Regions from separate parts of the Sus scrofa genome. Here all the other regions are linked to region 5. Evidence: chromatin contacts called from public Hi-C, HiChIP or PLAC-seq and promoter capture Hi-C data. All regions are on one chromosome and are shown on one strand. Each heading gives the region's core, a stretch centred on a gene start, on an enhancer-like site or on the middle of the called end of the contact. The rest is flanking DNA. Distances are from core to core; before and after follow the strand shown. Region 1 holds the start of MORC2 (MORC family CW-type zinc finger protein 2). Region 2 holds the start of SMTN (smoothelin). Region 3 holds the start of SELENOM (selenoprotein M). Region 4 holds the start of RNF185 (E3 ubiquitin-protein ligase RNF185). Region 5 holds the start of C14H5orf52.

Region 1 (2,700 bases), core at 92-2,591, 260 kb before region 5:
AGACATTTGTATGAAATAGCAGAACCGGCTAACACCTAACAGACAAAATACACTTAAAAGTGTTTGCGTTTGCTTGCTTAGAGCTGTACCAATGGTAAGCACCACTCCACAAAATGAAAATGTTTGAAAGCCAACTGTTCAAACATTTCTATAGTGTTTGCTGGATAACTGCCTGATATTTGATAAAAGCAGCTGACAATTAACAAAGAAGCAAAAACTGGCATTTTGGCCATCTTAGTAACACACTTGCAAGCAAATAGAATACAAAGCAGACCAGAAAAAATTTAAGGTTGAAACACTTTCAATCTGATTTTGAGGTTCAGCAGAAAATTCTAACAAAACTTCTCAGAAAACGTTAACCTTCAATTAATAAAGACTCAACCCCCCAAACATTTTCAAGAATTCCATGCCTGGTTCAGTCTGTTCTAGTGAGCCAGCTTGCTAAAAATCCACCTGCACCATTAATTAGTTGGACTTGGCAGCACCATTTAAAAATAAGCCTGCTCACTACCAACCACACAGACTAGGAATATAAAATAGGGGAAAGTAACGGATGGCAACCATGGTCATAGAAAATGGTCAATGAAGAGTCAGAAAGGTAGTCAGGCACCAGAAAAAAAAAAGTTGTTGGGCCAAAGATTAAATAAGCTTCTTGATACTAGAGAACATATCCATGCCCAGTTTTAGCTGCTTTATGCTGGGTGCCACTGTACCTTTAAGCATCAGTCACCCTTTAGGCAACCCATGGTGAAAGAACTCAAAATAGAAGCCAAGAAGTGGAGTGTTGTTACCACGAATATCCACTATGCACAGAACAGCTCACATATCTCAGGGATTCAAACAGGGGCTTCGAATTGGTTGTGAAGGGTCCCAAATGACATCTGGCCTCAGTTTCCTCCTTGTGACAAAGGAAATGTGGTTCTTAATTCTTCTGGGTCACAGCCCCCAATGAAAACTTGCTGGCGATGGCTTCTCATTCTCTAAAATGCACATTCCCCCTAATTTCTGCATACAATTTCAAGGAGTTTGGGGATCTCCACCTCCAATCCAAGGTTTCCAGGTTCAAAATCCAAGGATTGGGCAATTTCTAAGTTTTCTTACAACTCCAAAAAAAAAAAACCAAAAAACAAAAAACCAAGCCATTACGAACAATAATCATCCCTTACATACAGCGACGCTTTACAGTTTACAAAGCGCTTTCAATCCCACAAACATTGATGGAGAAGGAGGAAACTGAGGCGCAGATAAATTACAGAGTGACTTGCCTAAGGTCACTCGGCCAGCTGGTGGTTAGGCCCGGAAGCAAACCCAGCTCTTCCGACTCCGGAGCTTGTCTCTCCACCCCGGAGCGGCCTCCAGCGCTCCCGCCCCTCACTAAGGCGGCATAAGGAGGAAAAGACAAAGTAGAAAGCCCACCACCAACCATCCCCCGGCTCCCTCCTGTCCCCCCAATTGGGTCCTTGCAGGCCCCGAAGGGTGGTGCCAGGCCTCCAGGCCGGCCCCGGCCACCCCAGCTTCCCCGGCCGTGCCAAATCCCGCCGCCGCCGCCGCCGCCGCCGCCGCCTCCCCAGGAGCGGGGCGGAGCAACTGCCCGCCGCCGCCGACCACCCGGACGACTCCTCGTCGGATAGCAAACGCATAGGCCGCCGCCCGAGTTCTGCGTACGAGAAGAAAGACGCGGCGCGAACGCCAACGGCCACCGGGCGCGCGCCGTGGCGGCCGGGCCTGCGCCCCAAGAGCTGGATGCCAGAGCAGGAGAAAGAGCCGCCAACCGATCGCTCGATCGACCGCGCGCCCGCTCCTTCGCCCTACCAGACCGGGGAGGGGGGGAGGGCGCGCCAGGGCTTCTTCGAGTTAGGGGCCTGACTCCCCGGCGACGAGACAAGATGGCTCCTCCGGTCCGCGCCGCAGCTGCCGTCCCGGCTGCGTCGCTCGGCCCGCCCCCGGTACTGTTTCTTTAAATGGCGGAGAGGGTCAAGAAAGCAGGAAGAGAGGCGCGCTCACTCACGTGACAGGGGAGGGCCCAGCTAACAAGATCCGGTCACGTGGAGACACGCTACCTACCAATCAGAAGGCGTCGCATCAGAGCGGGGGCGGGAGGATCTGCGGCTCTGTGATTGGCCGAATACGCCGCGGAGGCCTCGGGGGCTTGGGGCGTCGGGGAGTGCGCGAGGCGGCCCGGGCTGTGTGCACTAGCGGAGACAAAGCGCTGGCTGAGGTGGCAGAGACGCCAGCGATAGCAGCGGCGGAGGAGACCTAGACGCCGAATTTTGTGGTGTTGAGTCCGGTCACCATATCATCCAGCGCAGTGCGGGCTGTGGTCTCGCGGCGGCGGTGGCGGCAGCGGCGGAGGCGGAGGCAGCACATGGTTCCAAGAGCGCGCTGCGGTTGTTGGGTTCCAATTCCGTGGGGAGGGACAAAGGCAGCTGCAGCTGTGAGCGCAGGGCAACGCCCGCTCGGGTAGTGTACTCGTCACTGCCCTCAATCCGGGCCTTGAAAGCTGGGACTATCTTCTCTATGTGAGGAGGAGAACACGGGACCGAGCGCCTGAGAGGCTGAGGCCGCTGTCTGAGGGAAGTGGGGGAGGGGCGCAACTCGCCTGAGTTGATTTGGGCGGGTCAGGTCTGAGGCGACTTAATGGGTCTGTGTGAGGTAATTTGACCCACTACCCTGAGGAAAGTGGGACGGACCTCAGGCTAG
Region 2 (2,700 bases), core at 182-2,681, 330 kb before region 5:
GCCTTTCTGAGCCCTTGCAGCCTTTGCCACTCTCATTCCCTCTGGTAACTTAAGCCATTGGTGGTAACACTCAGTCTTCCAATTCTTGAGGACGGCCCTCTGTGCACATCCCCTTCCACTCCTCCCCTTCCTGCCCTCCTCCTGATGCCAACTGCCCTGACCTCATGAAGCCAGGTGTCCAGGAACCTAGCTCCTGCCAGTTCACACACTTAGGATTCAGTTCCCCGGCTGGAAGAGCCTTCAGAAACTGATCCGTCCAGCTCCTGGATGAGGCAAACAGGACTGGAGAGGGCCAGAGAATTGTCATGGGGGAAGGAGGATCCCAAAAACCCAGAGGAGAGGGAATGGATTTAATCTTGGTCACCTCTAGCTTCTGAAGTCCTCTTCCAAAGTACCTTCAGGGGCTCCGGACACTCCCTTTTGCCCTACCACTGCCTATCAAAACGGCCCCCTAAATCCTGGCCCACCCTCCCACTGCAGCACTTTCCTTCCTCCCGCAGCGCTAATGTCTTTCTGGAATTTGAGAGCTCATAGCCTGACACACATGGTAGGTGCTCAGTTAATGTATGGTGACTGAAATGGCCCCAGGATTGCCCCTGTTCCTGTTGATTCATCCCTCAGTCATCTCTTCCCCCTCCCCAGAACAGTCACAGTCACTGGTCGAGTCACTTCATCCGGTGAACGGGTTTGGGGGGTCCTGGTACACACAGTTGGGGTTCATCAGACCCTACCTGTTCAAGTCACTGCTTGCTTTTCCCATCCCTGTGGGCTAGGACAGGTGGCAGCCTCCCTCTGCTGGGGTCCTTAACTCTTCTCTACCTACTCTGGTGTAAACTCCCAAGAGCGTCACTCTGCAATCACCTGGCTTAGGTTCTGTGGACACTTTGAGTTCCCTTAAGTCTTCTGAGGGGCAGGGGTCCCTAATGCATAATCTAGGACTCCCAAGGAAGTCCCTTCCTCGCCAGGGATTCCTGTCGCTGTTCCTTTCCAGTTCCAGGGCTCCCTGTCCCAGTATGGGGTTCCCGAAGATTGTGAGGAGACTTGGGGGAATGTGGGCGCTTCCCCAGGGTTTCTGGCCCCAAGACTTGCACCCCTCGGGGTCGTGGAGCCTTCTGGTGGCCCATGGACGTCCTTCCCCGCGGTCTCAGAACCTTATTCCATGGCTTAGAGACCCCGTGTGTAAGCGGGGTCTCCCAGGTCTGGGAGTCCCAGAACCCCGGGAATCCACATATCCAGGTTCCACCCCCGGACCTGGCGGGGGTCTTGGTCCTGCCCGAAGGTCCGTACACTCACCTCTCAGCCCGGCCCGCCCGTCCGGCGCGGGCTCAGGTTAGGTCTTTTGGTATCCAACAGATGGACTAGGAGCGGTCAGGCGGAAGGCGCCGCGACCGGGATCCCAGACCCGCTCAGCAACCGTCCCTGGGATTCTGCAAGCGCCGCCCGTCCAGCCGCGCCAGCAGCCCTGCCGGCCCCGCCCCGCGCCGCAGCGCTAGCCAATCATCGGGAGGGTCCCGCCCACCCTCTTGCCCCATTGGAAAGATTCAATTTTGACGGTCACGCCCCTAGTGAGGGCCCGCCCCTCGAGGGCCTGAGTTATAGAGGATTGCTGTCTTGGGGACACTGCTAGCGCGGTTTTGGCGGGTCCGGTGGGCGTCGGCAGGAGGACGCAGCTTTGAACCAAAGTCGGGGAGGGCACCCAAAGCCGGGTTAAGTGGTCTGGGATCGTACTATTTGCGGAGCCTTCAGGACAGCCTCTCTCCGCCCTCCTCTTTGTTCGTGAGACCCCGTCCACTCCCTTGACTCCGCCTCCTCCTCGCGTCAGTGCAGGGCTTGGCCGCAGTCCCTAGACTGTTTTCTTTTGGAACACCTGGTCGGGACCCTCTCAGATCAGGGACTTGACCCTTCTTTGGAGCACCTCAGGGACCACCTCAAGTGGAGCAGGATCAACCACACAACACCCCTTCCCCAGACCATACAATATGAGCAGACATTGACCTCAACTACATTGCTGCTTCTCCCCTCCAAGACCCTTGGGGTTGGCCCCTTGCCTCGCTGGAGTTTTACATAGGTAATATTGAGTCCAGAATCTCATTCAACAAATGGAGGAAATTGAGGCCGAGAGAGCAGCATGCCAAAGACAGCACAAGCAGTCAGCCAGGGGACCCAAGAGCTCAGATCCACTGGGGAAACCACTTCATTCTCCGTGCTAGAGGTCAGGGCACGTCCCACAGGTGTCCATGGAAACCAAAGGGAGTTGGAACCTGGGAGTCCTGTCTATCAAATAATAACAGTAATAGTATCAACTAATTTATTTCATACTTGCCATGTTCCAGGTGTGTACACACACATATATGGATTATCAACTGTCCCGTTTAACAGTTAAGGACAACAACTAATAGGTTGTGGAACTGTGACTTATACCAGCACCTTTCATTTTAGAATCTGTGCTTTTAACCTTTATGATGTGGGATTGTGGAGGAAGTCGTTTCAGGATGTTGCCCCAGCAGAGCCCCTCAACCCTGTGTCCAGATTCTCTGTGATCACTCACCACCTCACCTCACCACCATCCAGGGGGAGGGCCAGTATCCACCCTGAGACTCTTTTAAGGGTGATATCTTATTTCATCCCTGCGTCCTGGAGGTAGTCCTGTTTTACACATGAGAAAACCATGGTGAAGCAAGGGAAGAGACTTCTTAAGGT
Region 3 (2,700 bases), core at 121-2,620, 360 kb before region 5:
TGGCAGTGACCTGAACCATAGTCAATGCCGGATCCTTAACCCCCTGAGCCACCAGGGAACTCCTGATTCATCTTTTTATTAAAGAGGCTATAAACTGCAGATTTTTAATATGTGGTCTTTTGTTGGTTGTAGTAGTTTTGTGTGCATGTGTTGTTTTTAAGTAGAGGACGGGGCTCAGGAAGGTAAAACTGCCTAGGGTCCATGAACGTCATGATGCAGCCTTGGTCTGATCTTAAGAAGGATTATGAGTGCTAGTTTCAGTGGGAAAGAGCATTGCAATTGTGATGATCATTGTACAACTACAGGTGTGATAGGAGTTCCCATTGTTGCTCAGTGGTTAACGAATCCGACTAGGAACCATGGGGTTGCGGATTTGATCCCTGGCCTTGCTCAGTGGGTTAAGGATCTGGCGTTGCTGTGAGCTGTGGTGTAGGTTGCAGACGTGGCTCGGATCCCGAGTTGCTGTGGCTCTGGCGTAGGCTGGTGGCTACAGCTCCGATTGGACCCCTAGCCTGGGAACCTCCATATACTGTGGGAGAGGCCCCAAAAATGGCAAACAAACAAACAAACAAACAAACAAAAAAAAAACTGCAGGTGTGATAAATTCATTGAGAAAGAAAGAAAGAAAGAAAGAGCATTGCAATCAGTGTTCTGTGTCTGTCTTAGGCTTGAAGAGGGAAGCAGCACCCTGACCTAGTCATCTTGGGCTTGGTGAACACAGGAATGTTTGAGGTTCAAATCCTAGAACCACTACTTAGTCGTTTTACCTTTCTAAGTTTGTTTCCTCACTTGTAAAACAGAGTTCCTAGGGCCTCTTTGAGGCACTGTGACAGGCATTATTCTAAAGAGTTTTCTAATGTGTATTAACCCTTTTATTCTCCCAGTCCCTAGTGTACGGCGTAATATTCCATTGCCGCAACGTGTGCTCCAGGGAATGGAAACGTAGATCGGAATTTCATCCAGAGAAATAAAAGACAAAGATGAGGATTCCCCAGGCCTCAGTTTCCCCATCTTCAAGTCGAGTGTCTGGCCCAGAAACTCGGTCTCTATCCGCATCTCGCCCGCGCCCCCTGCCGGCGTGAGGGGGCATTGCCTGGCCCCATCCTGTTGGAGAGTCCACGCTCTCGGTCAGCAGAGGGAGGGTGGACACTCTTGGGACTGGGAAAGCAAAGGGCCGAGGAGCTCAAACCCTGCCGGCAGCGCCCAGGCGGCCGCTGTGCAGGCCCTGGGGCGGAGACCGAGAGCTGGGGGCGTGGTCCCTAGCGGGGCGGGACCTCCAGCGGGGACCCGGCCAGCCCGAGGGCCCAGACGTGGCGCTGTGGCCGGGCGGTTCACCTCTAGTTTTCGGATCACCTCCGGCCGGCTTTCAATGCACCTCCCGCCGCTTTCGCTGCCCCTGCTGCTGCTCCTCGCGGCACTCGCGGCAGCCACCACCACCTTCCGGCCCGACTGGAACCGTCTACAAGGCCTGGCCCGAGCCCGGGTAGAGGTGAGTGCTCCGGCCCCCAGCCCAGAAATCACCGCCCCCAACCTTGCGGGTCCTCAGCGTTGGAATCGCTAACTCTTCTGGCCCCAGGACCCTCCCGACTCCCACGTCTTCCTCGGCGCCCGGGACTGTCGCTCCCGCTTCCCAGCCTTAGAACCCCCCAGCACCATTCATGGAAGCCTGGAACACCCCTGATCTTGTGGCCTGGAAATCTGAACCCCTCCTTAGTTCCCCATCAGGCCTGACATGGGCCCCAGACACATTGGACCTGTCCCCTAACTTCTCTGGCCCTATGACTCCCAGACGAGTCCAATTTCCCATCCCCCATCACTCCTCTTTTTCCTGGAATTCATCCCCACTCCAGTTCCGGTTGGTCTCTCTCCCTTTGCCTGGGGGAGGGAAGACCTTATGGGAGCCTAAGCCCCCATTCCCACTCCGCCCCCCATGCAAAACCCAGGAAAGGAGGCTGGGAATTTCCTTTAAACACTTACTGTGAAGTGTTCCCCCACCCTCTCCTGCCAAAGTCCCTGTTGGGTTGTGTGACGTGGATCATCACAGACCCTCTCTAGGCCTTAGTTTTCTCTCTGAAAAAAGATGGGGAGGAGGAGGGAGGACTAGAATAGGTAGCCCTGCGGTATGGACTCCTGCTAGAAGGAAGCTCCACATCAGGGAGTACAGGGAGGGGTCCACCCCTCCCCCCTTATTGGGGAAGAGACCAGATGGTCTGTAGGGCTGGGCCGCAGGCGACGGAGGGCCAGCTCCTCATGGGGTGAGGTAAGGAGCAGATGGCAGGTGTCTCTAATGAGGCCCCCAGGACAGAGCTGTTTCCTTCTGGTCTGCCTCCACCCAGAGGTTCTAGGGGCTAAAGACCCAGTTCTCTACTGCCTGAGGGGAAAAGGGTGCTCATTTCTCTTGGGCATCAGGAGTGGGTCAGCAGTCAGTAAGATGTACAGGCAAGAGCCCTAAGTCTGCTGCTAAGTGCTCTTCGGGTCTCTGGCCTTACTCCTTTTTCCTCTGGTGTCATTACGTCTCAGCTTCCCCATCTGTACGGAGTTCTCCCTTCTGCCCACAAGAGGCCTCATCTCCACACCTTGGAACTGCTATTCAGGGAGTAATCCATAGCCCAACCCAAAGCTGAGCTGGGGGATGAGGGTAAAATTAGGGTTGCGTGTAGATGTGAGGGCTCCTGATCTATCCCATTTTGTTCCCCCTGC
Region 4 (2,782 bases), core at 199-2,698, 400 kb before region 5:
ACTTAATAGCTCCTTCTATGGGGAGTTCACTACCTTTAGAGGCAATCCATTCTTACACTGTTCACCTCTGACAAGCATGTAGTTATTTCATTAAATCATTTTCCTGTAGGATCCACCTATTTGTCCTCGTTTCTGCCTCTTTTAACATCAAAGATGAGGTAGAAGCTCTCTTCACCATTATAATGTCTGGTCCATTCCACTGCTGTCTTTTCTGGTCTGTTTCCCTCCTCCTTCCCCCCCCCCCCAAGATCCTGAACAAGTTCCAGCTGCCTCAGAGCAAAGACTAGATATCTAGTACTCACAGAAGGAAAGCACTTAAGATCAGTGGGCTTCACAAAGATTTTGAAACCAAATTTATGTTAACAAAGGGGAAACATGGGGAGAGGAGGGATGAATTAGGGGGCTGGGATTGATACATACACACTCCTATATATAAAATAGATGGGTAACACGACCTACTGCACAGCACAGGAAAATTTACTCAATATTGTGTAATGACCTATATGGGAAAAGAATCTGAAAAGGAATGGGTATATGTATAACGATTTACTGTGCTGTATGCCTGAAATTAGCACAACTGTGTAAGTCAACTATATCCTAGTTAAAAAAGAAAAAAAAATCAGTGGGCTTCAAACATCAGTATGCACAGGTCCCCCAAAGCAAACATTCAAACTATAGTTTCCCCAGTTCGGACCCAAATTCTAAATAAGAGGTCTCAAGAGTCCTGCATTGTAGAGTATGCACTCCAGAGGCTGTGGGAACCATATTTAGAGAAACAGGGCCCTGTTTTAGAAAAGAAACTGAGACCTGGCACAGGTAAAGACCCAGTCACACAAATGTATGTCAGTGGTGAAGCCTCAAACCTGGGTCTCTTTCTCCCAAGCCCAACTCTATTCATCCCGCTTACCGGCCTCGGCCTCTCCACTGGGGACAAACTCATTAAAAGCACCTTTACAAGAAAGAGGCGGCCTCGAATGGGAGTCAGAGAGTTAGAGAGAGTCCCTGAGTTCTCGAAGTTAGGAGAGCTTCTGGCAGCCTTTCCTCTTCTTGGAGCCTTAGATTCCCCAAATTGTAATCACTGGACGAAAGACCACAACACAAGCCTGACCTTCCCCTGGGGCGGAGGGCCCGGAACAGAGCCAGCTTGTTGCCTCTGCGTTCCTGGGCTCAGGTGTTGCCGCCCATGGGCCTGGTGAAGGCGGAACCCGGTCCCTCGCCCGCGTCCCTCAACCTGGACGGCCCCTAGCTGCCAACCCAGCCTCTCAAGTACCTGCCTCTGCTCAGCTAACACCGCCGAGGCCACTCCAGTTTGTCCTTCCGTCGGCCGCCCAGCCAGTCTCTCCGCTGGGATAGTCCGTCCCGCCGGACCTCGGGTCCCTCCTACGCGGACTCTGGTCAGCTGACGCAGAGCCGCAGCTTTCCAAGGGACTTCCGTCCACAACCGGAAAAGGTTGGTCCGCTGCGCTGTTCTCCCGCCCAGATCCTGGACTCTAAGGTTCCGCCTGCCGGCAGGAAGCAGAAAAGCGTAGGGGTCACTTGCCAGCTTTTCAGAAAGCCTAGGTCTGTGTAGGGAAAGTACAGACAAGTTTCAAACAGTTTTGTTGCACCAGAATGTAAGGATGATGAGAATACGTCAGAGGATACAGGAGCTAACTTGAAAGAGATCCCATGGCCAAATCGTCGCAATTTGAGAATCAAAATACTTGATAGTAACAGATTTAACTAATTGAATAAAATGGTAACCCATGAGTCTTTACTGGTATAAAAGTGATTGAATAAATGGGGGAGAAGGGGAAATTATGCCTTTTAGTAGAAGCAAAATAACAAATATGATGGAGTTAGAAAATCAATAATGGATGGTAAAACTAGAGGAAGAGAATATTTACACAGCAAAATGTCTCCTATAAATTCCTTTTTGATTACAAAGGGAAAATAGTAGTTTTACATATAATCTCACAGAACAGTAAGTTAATATCACCAGTTGTAGATCAAGTAAAGAGCATGTGCCTCTTAGTAAGATGCACTGAGAAAGAGACAGCATCTCTCCTGTGGTATTTTAGACAAAAATGCATAACTCAGAATTCCCTTGTGGTACAGCAGGTTAAGGATCCAGTATTGTCACTGCAGCAGCTTGGGTCGATTCTCTGACTCAGGTTCCATCTTGGTCCAGGAACTTCCACAAGTTGTAGGGTGCAGCCAAAAAAAATGAGTAACCCATGTTTTGTTTCATGAGGAAGCATGACATAGTCCAGATGGAGAACAGTATACAAAATAATTGTCAGCATCATGAAAAAAACAGAGAAAGACTGAGGAACTGTTCTGGTTTAAAGGAGATTAAAGAGGCATGACAACAAAATGAGATATATGATTGTAAATTGGATCCTGGACTAGCATAAGGAGAGGCAGAATAGGTTTAATGGACAATATTGGGACAAAAGACAAAATTGGAATTTGGATCATGGTTTAGCTGTGACTACATATTGTATCAATGTTAAAATTTCTACATTTGATCATTGTATTGTGGTTATGGTAAGAGTACTTCCTTGTTCTTAGGAAATATTCACTGAAGTATTTAGGGGTAACACAATGTCTCTAGGGAGTTCCTGCTGTGGCACAATGGGATCGGCAGCATCTTGGGAGCCCTGAGACGCAGGTTCAATTCCCGGCCCAGTACAGTGGGTTAAGGATCTGGTGTTGCTACGGCTGCAGCGTAAGTCACAGCTGTGGCTCAGGTTCAATCCCTGGCCATAAACTTTTTAAATAAAAATTACCAAAAAAACAG
Region 5 (2,700 bases), core at 165-2,664:
AATTTTAAAGGATCAAGCATTTTGAAGGATTAAACATTTTTTTCTTAATTCTTTTTTTTTGGAGGGGGGGGTCTTTTTAGGACTGCACCTATGACATACAGAAGTTCTCAGGCTGGGGGTCAAATTGGAGCCATAGCTGCCAGCCTACGCCACAGCCACAGACAAGATCAGAGTCCATCTGTAACCTATGTCACAGCTTTTGGTAACTTGGGATCCTTAACCCACTGAGTGAAGCCAGGGATCAATCCCGAATCCTCATGGATACTAGTCGGTTCTTAACCCACTGGCCACAACAGAAACTACCTTCTTAATTCATTTTCAGCCAGTTTGGAACCGTGGCTTTATGAATGTTTTTACATTTACAAACTGGAACAACCACCCCTCATCTCCCATTTACATTTTCTTCTGATAGCAAGGACAGAGATGTAGTCTGCTGACAGCAAAGACAGACAAAGGTGATGGAAAAGTTTAGAGATAAAGATGCTCACATACAAAAGTCCCCCAAATTGTTAGAAAAAAAAAAGACCTAAAATACTTAAAGATACACAAAACACTTCAACCACATAGTGGTGCACCGAATTTACCGAATTGTTTTCCAAAGTAAGGCCTCTGAGAGCCTGGAGGATGCTATAAGGAGGCTGTGAAGTGGAAGGGGGAGGGGAAATTGGGGTCTGTGGGGATTGGGGCTGAGAGAATGGGGCCTTCCCAGGGCCTCTGGGGAAAGTAGGGGCTGAGGAGGGAATTTTCAGGTCTGAGGGGACCTGGGCTTTGCCGGGCTCTAAGGAAGGTCAAACTTGGACAGAGAGGGCTAAGGACCCTCAGGTTACACGTCAAGCCTGGAAGACAAAAGTGCCGGCCCGGGGCGATTCGCAGTTCTCTGGGTTGGAGGTGGGAATTCCACCCTCTCCTGGGCTGAGGGTGTTCGGGCTCCCAGGCGGGCGAAGACCTCGGCTGGGAAATTCAGCCTCTCCTGGGGTCTAAGAAAGGGCTGAGCTCTGAAGAACTCTCTGAGGCTCTAGAGAACCGGCGCTAAGGTCCCAGCGGCAGGCTGAGGGAGCGGGGGCCCCGGGCTCTGACGAATGCTCTGGGCACCCGAGCCGCACCTGAAGAGCACAGGCGGCCGCGCAGTCCGCGGCCGCAGGAAGCAGATCTTTGGCTGGGACCCCAGGTGAATCTCCGGGTGGCTGCCCAGCCTACTGCGCCAGAAGAAGGCCGAGGCCGGGCTGGTGCCAGAACTGGTGGTCACCTGGGCAGCGGCCGTATAGGCACTGGGAGAGCCTAGGTTCCATGTGACCGAGGGCCTGGGCTGCTGACTAACTGCTAGATTCTCGTCTTCCACCTTATAGGGCGAGCCGGGAAGAGCAGGCCGGTCAGAATCCATGCTGTGTGAGCAAGCGCAGACGCGGAGTGAACTCCCGCGCAGACGCAGTGCGCTGAGCAAAGCATGTTGCTCGGGAGACGGGCGGGACCGAGGGGAGGGCAATGGGTGGGCTATGCGCGCGGAACTCGGAAGACTGCGGACGCTGCACGATTGTCCCTCGGCGGCTGCCGTGATGCGGCCCGGCGCGTTGCCTTGGAGACGGGCTGGGAGCGCTAGAGTAGGCTACAGCGAGCTGAGCAGACCCTAGTTCTCGGCTGGGACTGCTATGGTCGTCGCGTGATCGCTGGGTGGGTAACCGCGTGAGTGCGGGAGGGGAGACGAGGCCGGGATTTTTCCGAAGACCCAGTACGGCCCATTCCTCCCCTTGACAAGGATCGTTGCTATGGAAACCGGGGCGCAGCCGGGCGGGAATTGTGGCTCCTGATTCGTGATCAGTCTTCTCTCACCCAGAGGCTCTCGCCCAAGGTTGCTTTCTGAAGGGACCTGACCTCCGCTCGCGAGAGAGAGGTAATACATCGATATCTTGACACCGAGCGGGCGAAGAAGCTCATTCCAAAGCCAACTCCCCAGGAAACCTACCTGACTCACCCCTGGAAGTGGCGCCTTTCTCCCTTCAACCGGTGGACTTTGTTCCACGGTTTTAAACCCAATGCGTAAAATGGAGATATTAACTCCAGGCACCGGTCCATTGTTTTTTTGCTTGTTTGTCCGTTTGTTTGTTTGTTTGGAGATGGACCCAAAGGCTTCGTAGGCTGTAAAACGATGGAACAGCTGCTGCTAGGTCGCGGTTTCTCCCCTCTCCCCGCCCCTCCCCCCTCACGCTAAAGGTTCTTCGGATCTTTATGTTGTTTTCTTCAGGCGATCTTTGTGACTCTGTAGCCCCAGCCTGAAATAATCCCTTTACTCTTCCTTCCCAGAATGCCCTGCATTTTAACTTCCCTAACAGCGGCAACAATAGTTATTTATGGAGTGCTCACTGTGTTCCACGCCCTGTGTTAAAACACTTTATCTCGGTTACCTCACTTAAGCCTCAGAAGGTCTTTATAAGGTAGGCACTGTTATCTGTTTTCTAACTCTGTTGTGCCTGTCCTTGCCTTTTTAATGTCTATCTCTCCCAGTAGTTTTGTTTGTTTGTTGTTGTTGTTTTGCCACACCCACGGCATGTAGAAGTCTTCAGGTCAGGGATTGAATAGAGCTGCAGCAGTGCTGGATCCTTAACCCACTGCACCTGGGCAGGGGATTGAACCGCTACCGCAGAAACAAGCCAGATCTTTAACCCACTGCAATAAAGCCAGAACTCCCATCTCCCACTAGTCTTT

What was found. Promoter capture Hi-C pulls out the DNA fragments that hold promoters and counts their contacts. A called contact is a pair of places that touch in the nucleus more often than the background predicts. HiChIP or PLAC-seq counts read pairs in DNA pulled down with a chosen protein or histone mark.
Region 1: a contact with region 5 is called in a Hi-C map of skeletal muscle, with 5 times the contacts expected there. The contact joins the promoter of MORC2 here to the promoter of C14H5orf52 in region 5. A contact is called at or near these places in 1 of 5 promoter capture datasets (liver), 3 of 47 Hi-C or Micro-C datasets (embryonic fibroblasts, heart right ventricle and skeletal muscle) and 1 of 2 datasets of contacts at active chromatin or transcription factors (alveolar macrophages).
Region 2: an H3K27ac HiChIP or PLAC-seq map of alveolar macrophages shows a contact between it and region 5. The contact joins the promoter of SMTN here to the promoter of C14H5orf52 in region 5. A contact is called at or near these places in 5 of 47 Hi-C or Micro-C datasets (embryonic fibroblasts, epiblast stem cells, fetal skeletal muscle and 2 more) and 2 of 2 datasets of contacts at active chromatin or transcription factors (alveolar macrophages and skeletal muscle).
Region 3: a promoter capture Hi-C map of fetal skeletal muscle shows a contact between it and region 5, with 5 times the contacts expected there. The contact joins the promoter of SELENOM here to the promoter of C14H5orf52 in region 5. A contact is called at or near these places in 2 of 5 promoter capture datasets (fetal skeletal muscle and liver) and 1 of 2 datasets of contacts at active chromatin or transcription factors (skeletal muscle).
Region 4: a contact with region 5 is called in a Hi-C map of liver, with 4 times the contacts expected there. The contact joins the promoter of RNF185 here to the promoter of C14H5orf52 in region 5. A contact is called at or near these places in 1 of 5 promoter capture datasets (fetal skeletal muscle), 5 of 47 Hi-C or Micro-C datasets (embryonic fibroblasts, epiblast stem cells, heart right ventricle and 2 more) and 1 of 2 datasets of contacts at active chromatin or transcription factors (alveolar macrophages).

What each region holds. Positions count from the first base shown.
Region 1 is chr14:47,799,073-47,801,772 of Sscrofa11.1, reverse strand. It overlaps MORC2 (MORC family CW-type zinc finger protein 2), which reads left to right and starts at 1,341. Exons shown (of 26, transcript XM_005670853.3): 1 at 1,341-2,700. It also overlaps LOC100525309.
Region 2 is chr14:47,878,048-47,880,747 of Sscrofa11.1, reverse strand. SMTN (smoothelin) reads right to left here and starts at 1,431. Exons shown (of 23, transcript NM_001244360.1): 1 at 1,294-1,431.
Region 3 is chr14:47,904,020-47,906,719 of Sscrofa11.1, reverse strand. SELENOM (selenoprotein M) reads left to right here and starts at 1,370. Exons shown (of 5, transcript NM_001161648.1): 1 at 1,370-1,489. The coding sequence starts at 1,370.
Region 4 is chr14:47,945,036-47,947,817 of Sscrofa11.1, reverse strand. It overlaps RNF185 (E3 ubiquitin-protein ligase RNF185), which reads right to left and starts at 1,448. Exons shown (of 7, transcript XM_005670859.3): 1 at 1,275-1,448.
Region 5 is chr14:47,543,098-47,545,797 of Sscrofa11.1, reverse strand. It overlaps C14H5orf52, which reads right to left and starts at 1,414. Exons shown (of 3, transcript XM_021073685.1): 1 at 1,104-1,414. The coding sequence starts at 1,381. The region is part of intron 3 of SLC35E4 (solute carrier family 35 member E4); the gene reads right to left. The region is part of intron 1 of DUSP18 (dual specificity protein phosphatase 18); the gene reads left to right.